Regions from separate parts of the Rattus norvegicus genome. Here region 2 is linked to region 1. Evidence: chromatin contacts called from public Hi-C data. All regions are on one chromosome and are shown on one strand. Each heading gives the region's core, a stretch centred on a gene start, on an enhancer-like site or on the middle of the called end of the contact. The rest is flanking DNA. Distances are from core to core; before and after follow the strand shown. Region 1 overlaps LOC108350647 (a long non-coding RNA gene). Region 2 holds the start of Nup42 (nucleoporin 42).

Region 1 (4,537 bases), core at 1,533-4,032:
CCTTTGTGTTGTTTCAGTTTCTCACGATGCACTTATTACCTCCTAAGGTGTAGTGTAGAGGACAAAGGTGGAAGAGGACACAGGAATGAAGACAGGGGTCAGCTTTCGCTCCTATGCTTGGCAAACAGGGACATTTTGATGGTTTGTTTTGTCCAGCTGACACAATCTAGGATCCTTTGGGAAAGAATGTCTTAATGAAGTATTATCACAAAGAGTAGCATGTGTTTGGGGGAATTACCTTGGTTACATTCACTGATGTCAGCCTGCCAGCATGGGTGGCAACATCCCCTCAACAGGAGACTCTCATCTCTGTGGTGGACAAGCCACAGCAAGCCAAGCACAGGCACGCATGCCTTTTACTCTTGACTGTGGCTGCGACTAGCTAGATGTCTCCGGTTTTTGTACCTTGACTTCCTTGATGCTATGGGTTGTAGCCTGGAATTGTGGGCTGAAATATACCCAGTTCTCCCATAAATTGTTTTCGCATTAAAAAAAAAGTCTATGGCAGCATGCAATGAAACTGAGAAACAATTATGGCTTTTCCATTCAGGGAGCACAGAACTGGTATGTGGCTGAGAGCTGGCTTAGACACATTGGAGGTGAGATTCTCATGGGACACGGAGACAGATGGTGACGTTCAAGTCTGGAAGAAGCATCAGAACACAGGCAGGCAGGGGAGCGGGGCCTCAGACGTGGGGAGCTATAGGGCTCAGGAAAACTGGCGGCAGGCACAGGCGTTCAGTGACCTCAACAGTGAGGTGGATGTTGGTGCTTTCCCAAAAACTGAACCCTGAAATTACTTGGGGGTGTACTTTAGATATCATATATATGATATCTATATCTATATCTATCTATCTATCTATCTATCTATCTATCTATCTATCTATCTATAAATTTTGACTAGGAGACGTGTCTGCTTCTGACAGCACCCCCTCACACTTCAGAGAAGATATTGAGCATCATTACCTCCGATAGGAGTCACTTCAATTGTGGCAAGCAAGCCACTGGGCAAGAAATACCCTCATTCATTCTGCAGACAAATGCTGTCCAGAAAAGGGCAAATCGGATGCCGGGTAGTTTACTGTTAAGCTCTGCCAAGACAGGGTAAGCTGAACTTTCTTAATTCCTGCTTCAGTTAAGGTCTGTCAGATGTTCTGGGCCAGAGGCTGAAGACCAATGCTCCAACATTATAAGGGATACTGGGGACTGTCCAGGCAGCTCTGGAATCTATGCTTTTGTGCTTCCTACATAGTCAGTTAATATTTAATTCCTTCTCAGATCTCTGACGGGATTGAAGACTAGTTATAGTCTCATAATTGAACTTAAGTTATCTAACATTAGAGAAGAGGTTCTAGATTTGAAAGGATAGTTTTCAGATGGTATTACAATTAAACAGATTAAAATTAAACAGAATTCAGGTACAGAATTTTAAACTCTTTAAGTTAGGATAGATGATAGATAGATAGATAGATAGATAGATAGATAGATAGATAGATAGATAGAATACTTTATCTAAATTGCCAAAGATGATGGACTAGATGTTATAAGCGTATACATACTTTATAATGTGCACAATTGTTATAATCGTGTCCAATTTATGTCCGAGAGAAAGGAGTGTTTTTAATTGGAGAGAACGGGAGAAATGTAGTGGGTTTGGCCTATGCTGCTTGCATTCTAATGTTAATTTGGGCCCCCAAATTGTTTGCACGATCGATCGTCTGCATGTCCGCAGTTAAGATGCTGAGGAACCCTGTCCCCAGTTGGTTCTGGTTGGTAAATAAAGATGTCAGCAGCCAATGACTGGGCAGGGCAGACAGAACCGGGACTTTTAGAATTTCCCAGGCTTTGGGCTAAGAGGAAGAAGGAGAGGGAAGATCTGCCATGACAGGAGAGTGTGGAGAGGAGAAATGCCATGTCTGAGAAGAGTGAAGGACAGAGAGGCATGGCCACCATGTGAAGGAGCTGGGAGAGCGCGGCCCAGAGCAAGGCCCAGTTGGGTAGCTCTCTGACTCCAGAGCAGCCAAGACAGAACACAGAATTTAGTTAAGTTGTGACTTGGAATTATCAGTAAGAGGTAGACTCTATCAGTGGAGGTTAAGCAGTAGCCCAGCTATTGTGGTGACTAAGACATGTGTCTTTCCTTTGGGAACACAGACCATTGAAGTGGATAGAGAACCCGTAGCCGGGACTTAATTATTAATTATTTAATTCAGCAATGTTTGTGCATAGGACTCCAGTTCCCAGAGGCCTCATGTGGCTGGGTTACAATTCATGATTTATAGGTACAGATGATGTCTGTGGACCTCCTTGCTTGGTTTTTGAAATAGGGTCACAGTTGTAGCTTCGGCTCACCTTGAATTTGTGGTGATCCTCCTGCCTCAGTCTCCCAAGTGCTGAGATTATAGGTATGTGATGCCTTCCCAAGAGGTGCTTGAAAAGTCTTGAAGTGGGGGCCTTGCCGTCCTTTGTCCTCTCAGATATGGTGTGTGTGCTCAGATGTTGGTCTGGGAGGCTGTGAGGGAAACCTATACCAGCCAGATCTGAGTTTTACATAGAAGTAAAACTCCCCCGTGGAATTCGTTGTTAATTTAGTTTCTCGTGACATTCACATGAACTTGGTCTAAATGAATGCAGGATAATTCTGCGACATTTGGTCATGCTTCTGCCTCCCACCTGGGGGCATAACATCTCGGCACTAATCTGTGAGAGATTAACAGGGCTCCAGCCTGGCCCCTTGATGTTAGCAGTTTGAAGCGCTGGGCGCCACCTGGTGGCCACATGGCACAAAGCCCTACCCTCTGGAAGTCTGTTTCCTGTCGTTTGCGTCTCTGCCCCAGCCCATCCTTTAGTCAGCACCCCAAGTCTTGAACGTCAGCGGCCCGACATGGAGTCCAGGAATTTAAGACACCATCGAGCTTCCTAGCTGCTGTGGGCTCCGGAAATTGAAAGGGAGCTGTTTCTAGGAAGTGTCTGGCTGTCCTTCCCCTCCTGCCAGTTGGGAACCGGCTACTAAATAAAGACGCCATGTGACCTCGCTTCTGCAGACTCTCGGGTCTCAGAGCCACAGTTAAAGTGGAGAGGAGGAGGCAGATGACTCACTGATACTCCGGAGCAGGAAATCAACACCCAGGGAGCCTGACCTGGCAGCGGCTCGTACAGAATTGATTGGCGGTGGTTTGAGCCGTGGGTGGAGTGGCTTTAATGTAGCTTATTAATACTTCCTTCTGCCGACCTTGGGTACAACCCTGAAACCGGACTGGGTATGGTGGCTCAGGCCTGTAATCCCAGCTCTCAGGAAATTGAGGCAAGAAGCGCTGCCATGAGGTCCAGTGAAGCTTGAGTTCTAGAACAAAACAAATGTCCCAAAGAAACTCTGAAATGGCCGATAACGGCTCCCACCGGCATTCTTCAAGGTTTAGAGGATGGCAGAGAGTCTCACCACACTGGGCACACACGCTGCCACCCACACTGGCCACTGCAAGTGATGGGCTGTTTTCTCTCTAGGGGACCCTTTGCTAATGGCTCCCTGGGTTCTGGGACCCCTCGGCCCTCAGTGTAACCACCCTTCGGACTAAGTGCGGCTCCAAGCCTCAGAGACAAGATGGCAGAGACCCTCAGAGAAGCTGCAGCTGAAAGTAACAAGGAGACAACTTCTTATCTTCCAGTCAGGAGCAAAAGCTGAAATCCGAGATGCCAGTGGTCTGCAGGCCTCTTCATGAGTGTGTGGGAGGAAGGCAAGGGTTTGCAGGAAGGGCTGGTCTGAGAACTGCCATGCTAGGCTTTGCCTTGCTAGGGGGTCAAGGAAGTAGGTGAGGTGGGGAGGCGGTGGCCATGCGGACGAACACCTGAGGACAGACAGGGTGGCCATGGGATCATGGTCTGAGCTGACACCGAGAAGCCAGGCCAGGGACACGATGAACTACTTGCTGGCAAACCTGGAAAGAGCAGGCTTGAAAGTCAGCTAGACGTCTTCCTGCTATAGAGAGTGGGGCCTCAGAGGTCATGTGGCTCCTACGTGACTATGCAGAGCTAGGTGGCGCCAGACTCCTACCCTAGCAGGGACTCCTTCCACAAGGCTCGGGGTCCAGGTCCTCCTTCATGGAGTTAGGTCCCAGACAATCCCCAGCCTCTGCTCCAGAATGCTCCATCTTGTTCTGTCCTTCAGACAACCAAGTTTGTGTTTGTCTGTCTCATGTCTTGGGATAGATCTCCATGTTCCTCCCTCTGGGAAAGGTCCGTAGAGAGCCCCTCTGACCCTGGGCCAGGGCTTTTGTCTGGGAGAACAGAGGACAGGTGGTCACAACCTCCTTCCCTTCCCTCTCCCAGAGGCCTCTAAAGCAACAGGCTCTCATGCCCACATGGCTTCCTCTTCCTTATGTAAAGCAGCTTTCGTATTTGCATCCCCACCTGGCATCGGAGGAGCCACAAACAAAATCACACTCTGCTTTACATGGGGCTGGGATGGATCAGGGCGGCAGAGAGGCAGGTGGGCGGGACACACCCTTGCTCATGTCCTCTGCTCTGTCTTCTGGCTGGG
Region 2 (4,556 bases), core at 724-3,223, 86 kb after region 1:
ATGAGATCAGTGTGATCATAGAAATATAGAAATATATCGCTGAGTTCAGTGTTAAGCCTATTAAATTGACCATGGGGGGAATAAATTAAAAAATACTCTAAATATCTCTAAAAGCTTTGGGGTAAGCCAGGCATGCTCAGGACCTCTGTTTGACCTAGCACTGGATGTGTGTGTGCTTCTGCACTGGGCCATACGGAGACAATGAATGAAAGAGAACAATCAATAAACTGGACAATAAAAAGGGTTAAACTTTGCTTTCTGTAGTTAAATAGGTATTTAAAAGGCATTGCCCCAGTCTTTACTCTGTGAACACAGTGCCCACCCACCTATCCTTCATACGGAGATTACGGAACATACTAATAGGTGGATAAGTACAGTGTAGGTTTTTCACAACTCATAAATATATTAAAAAATAGCTAACTGGACTTGTTGAGGTTTCAATATTGTTTTTAATCTTATCACTTCCCAGATGATGCTAGGATAAAATAATTTATCTTAGAATTTAGAAAATATGCCATTTAATATATACTAAAAACAGAGCAATGGGTGTACCCATATTCTAAACTACTCAATAAATCCAAAGAGAAAGAAGGCAGCTGAACTGATCTCTGAAGCAGGAATTAATGGCATTATGGCATTTTGTTTTGAAGTTCCAAATCTGTTGCTGGGGGATTACACAGCATGGAAATAAAACTTCCTTTATGCTGCCGCTCAGTGGCCATAATTTTAGCCTTAAAATTCCAAAGCATTCTTTTTCTTTATTTTCATCCTAAAGTTTTATTTATATTTTATTTTTCACCTAATTATCTATCTACTGAACACTTACTTGCAAATTACTACATTTAAAGTAGGTTTCCAGAAACCAAACATTACTCTTAGCAGTCCCGGAGTACATCAATATCTATGCGACCCTGAATCCTAATTTGGAGTCCTTCACTAGACAAGACTGTAGATGATACAATCTGCCTTCTCCACGAAGAGTAGAAACATCAAACTACCATGCAACCGGGAGCTGGAGGGGTCTTAAAGAGAAGGGGAAAGAGAAGTACCCACTGATACCGTCAAGAACTAGGTTCCGGTTCGATAAGAACTGGGCAGTGGTGGCACATGACTTTAATTAAGCACTCAGGAGGTAGAGGCAGGTTGATCTCTGTGAGTTCAAGGACAGCCTGGTCTACAAAGAAGAGTTTCAGGACAGCCAGGGCTATTACACAGAGAAATACTGTCTCTAAAAACCTAAAAACCAAAACCAAAGCAAGCAAACAAACAAAGAACAACAAAACCCACCACCACAACAAAGCCAAAAAGAAAAAAAAAAGCCAAACAAATAAAACAAATAAAAAATTAAGAGAATAAAACGTATTTATCTTTGACTTTTGAAACCTTGTGTTATGCTGGTTTAATGTCTGGTTCCTGAATACCCTTTCCACAAAACCTGTAAGATTCTTGGCCCGGTGTCTCAAGCTACCGACTAGGTAGCCCAAATTTTAAGAGCTTGTGATCAAGAACAAGAGAGTAGGGCAAAGAGTCTGAACGAGACTTCTCCCAATCGCTGCCATTCACCAACATTAAAAACGCAGTTTGGAAGTAGCACCCAATCCAAACGCCTGTCCACATCTAACCAGTGGAAAGAACGAGCCCAACTACTGGGCGAAACATCGGAAGCCAGGGCAGATGTCAGGGTGAAGGAGAGCGTCTGCACCACGTGACCCTGGCTCAGGGCTCAGCCATCACCTGAGGGCGGCTGCTGCTGTGGTGGCGGCTGCCGGGCCCCGGCCGCACCCCGGGCGCCGGGATGCTCGTTCCAGCAGCGGTCTCCGAAGCGGCACCGGCCTTGAAGGAAAAACTGGCAAATGGTCATCGTAGCGCCGTCGCAGCCCGTCCCTACTCGCGGTCAGCTGCGAGGGCCCAAGCTCCAGCAACCGCGGTCCGGCTAGTGTGACGTCATCTCCCCGCGCCCAGGTTCTGTGACCTATCTGTGCGGCGAGAGGCGTGGGCTTTAGCCAATGGGGTTTGAGAGGAACTGAGACGTCAGCGCTCGGGTAAAGGAGTCCTGAGAAAGCGGGCTGTTGAAAAGGAACGCAGGCATTGGATCCCGGAACCGCACCCGAATCTAGAGGATACCAGACAACCAGCAACCCTCTACTTGGCTGCAGTTTGCGAGACTCATTCGTTCTTTACATTTACTTAGAAAAAAAAAAAAGGGGCCTGGCCGTTTATCATAAGGGAAGACTTACAGAAAGTCAGCTGTAACTAGGACATAGTACTCAATGCAGGCGAAAAGCATCTATTAGTTCCTTAGTTGGTACCGTCTTAAAATTTCACGTAAATGTTGCCTTTTGAAATTTTATCAGGAAGAATGAAAAAATGTAAAACCGACACAGCAACAGCCTGTTTTTCCTTAGGAGCACAGTTTCAATTTACTGGTTTTTGTTTGTTTTGTTTTTGTTTGTTTAGATACAGTCTTAGCCCCTGGTCGGCCACGAACCCACAGAAATCCACCTATCCAAGTATCAACTTGATTACTTTTAGAATCACCATAGACACATATCCCTGAGCATGTCTGTGAAGATGCTTCCAGAAAGGTTGAACTGGACAGAAGCTGTACCCTGAATGTGGACTGCACCCTCAAAGGAGTGGGCATGCACTGAATAAAAAGGTAAATTCGAGTTGAGCATCCATTGCTGTTGCTAGCCTGCAGTTGCAGTGTGACAGCTGTTTCATATTGAAATCCCTTCCGAGCTGTGATAGACAGCGCCTTTAATCTGCGAGCCAGAATCAACACAATTCCTCAGGTTGTTTTTGCCAGGTTTGTCACAGTAATAGGAAGTATACAAACACATTGAGACCCAGTCTGGTCTCAAAAGTTAGTTATCCTCCTGCCTTAGCTTAACCAGTGTGAACTGCCACTATTTTTAATCTTCATACCCCCCACAACAAATTGAATTATGTTAAAAAAGGAATAAAACTAGTAAGATCAGTGTGAAACTTAAGGTATTCAAAAGGATCAATCAGGGTTGAATGCTGCAACCTGCGAAATGCCCAGTTTACTGAAGTTGAGTGAGAATCTGGTTTGGTGCCATATTGAATGGAGTAAATTGGAATTTCCCTAATGCAAACAAATCAAAAAGGAATATACTTAGTTGAATAACTATTTATTAAATGGCACGCTTTGGTATTGGTATATTAAAATATTTCCTGGCTCAAGAAGTTTCCATGAGACTATAATAATAAGTTTTAAAAACTAGACCACAAAGTCACAATTACTGTTTATAGTATGTAACAATTCTTGGCTACTAAACATTCATAGTCAAATTGTGATTCTCAAAAGTAAAAACCATGTATTATCAAAATAGACCACTTCAAAGGACAGAATACTGACAAACCCAGTATCTATTGAAATGAAAGCAAAGTACATTATAGGAAAGGAAATTTTTGAAAAAGTAATGAAATGTACTTTGTATACAATTTTATACAAAGCAGTTTGTATAAAAGTAAAATACTTTGAATAGTTTACTTTAACCCATTTTCCTTTAGAATTGTGTACAATAGTTCTGGGATTGGGGGGAGACACATTCTTATTAGGAACATGATACAGGCTATTAGGGGTAAATGAACTTTATTAAAAGAACAGCTAGTATATTTAAAACATTTTAACAGCATAGTCTACAGGTGTAACTGCTCTGTCAGTATAACTATAGTGTGGTAAGTGAATATTTTGTCGCCAAAAAATTTAGCTACATTAACATTTTTTTTTGTGTTTGCCTGCATGTATGCATGTGCTTCACTGAGTGTGTCTGGTACTTGAGGTAGCCAGAAAGAGGGCATTGAATCCCCTGAAACTAGAGATGTTGATGATTGTGAGCCTCCGAGTGGATGTAAAGGACCACACCTAGGACTTTCTGCAAGAACAAGTGCCATCTCTCCAGCTTCAACTAGCCATAGTGCGAACTTCAATATCCTACATAAAAATGTTTGCAACGTCAAATCTAGTGTTGCAGGATGCTTGATTGTGCTGTGAACCTCCAAGATTGGGTTATTTACTGAAAAAACAAAAGTTTCTAGTTGTGGTGTAACTCTTAGCACACCTCTAATTCCTCTGCTAGAATACAGACATGCCTTAGTACACAGCTTTAATCCCAAACAAGGAGAGTAAAGTTAGTTTTTAATAGGGAGTCTCTATGTTCGGAAGTGGTGTCTAATTGAGTGGCAGACAAAGTGACGGGCCAGAGAAAGACTGGACAGAACAGGATATGCCCAACTCTCACAAGAGGAGGAACATGGAGCTACAGAAGAGGGAGCAGAGAGAAGGAAAGAGGAGGCAGTTACTGTGACTTGTAGAGAACAAGCTAGACACAGGTGAAGACAGAACAACCCAGAGAATGAGGAGAAGCCAGAAGATTAGAACAGATTGCCAGACGTACTACGAGGCCAAGCAGAGCAATTATTTCAGAGACTGAAAGAGAAGCCAAATTGAATCAATTTGGAGAGGAGTTTGAGCCAGAGCATCTGAGTGGAACCGGCCGGAGTTCAGGAAGAGCGAGAAAGGATGTTTA

The links. A called contact is a pair of places that touch in the nucleus more often than the background predicts.
Region 2: a contact with region 1 is called in a Hi-C map of the A7r5 cell line, with 1.7 times the contacts expected there. The contact joins the promoter of Nup42 here to the enhancer-like site in region 1. A contact is called at or near these places in 2 of 12 Hi-C or Micro-C datasets (the A7r5 cell line and the Rat2 cell line).

Annotation. Positions count from the first base shown.
Region 1 is chr4:11,806,534-11,811,070 of GRCr8, forward strand. All of the region lies in intron 1 of LOC108350647 (a long non-coding RNA gene), which reads left to right. Among named protein-coding and RNA genes, the nearest start is that of Nup42, 86 kb to the right of the region's middle. Within about 2 kb of position 2,783, at least 33 of the 93 cell types and tissues checked have an H3K27ac peak or open chromatin away from gene starts, as enhancers often do. A contact at or near this core is called in the A7r5 cell line, where this site is marked.
Region 2 is chr4:11,893,018-11,897,573 of GRCr8, forward strand. It overlaps Nup42 (nucleoporin 42), which reads right to left and starts at 1,974. Exons shown (of 7, transcript NM_001109217.1): 1 at 1,735-1,974. The coding sequence starts at 1,861. It overlaps LOC134486544 (a long non-coding RNA gene), which reads left to right and starts at 1,834. Exons shown (of 2, transcript XR_010065741.1): 1 at 1,834-1,962; 2 at 2,458-3,985.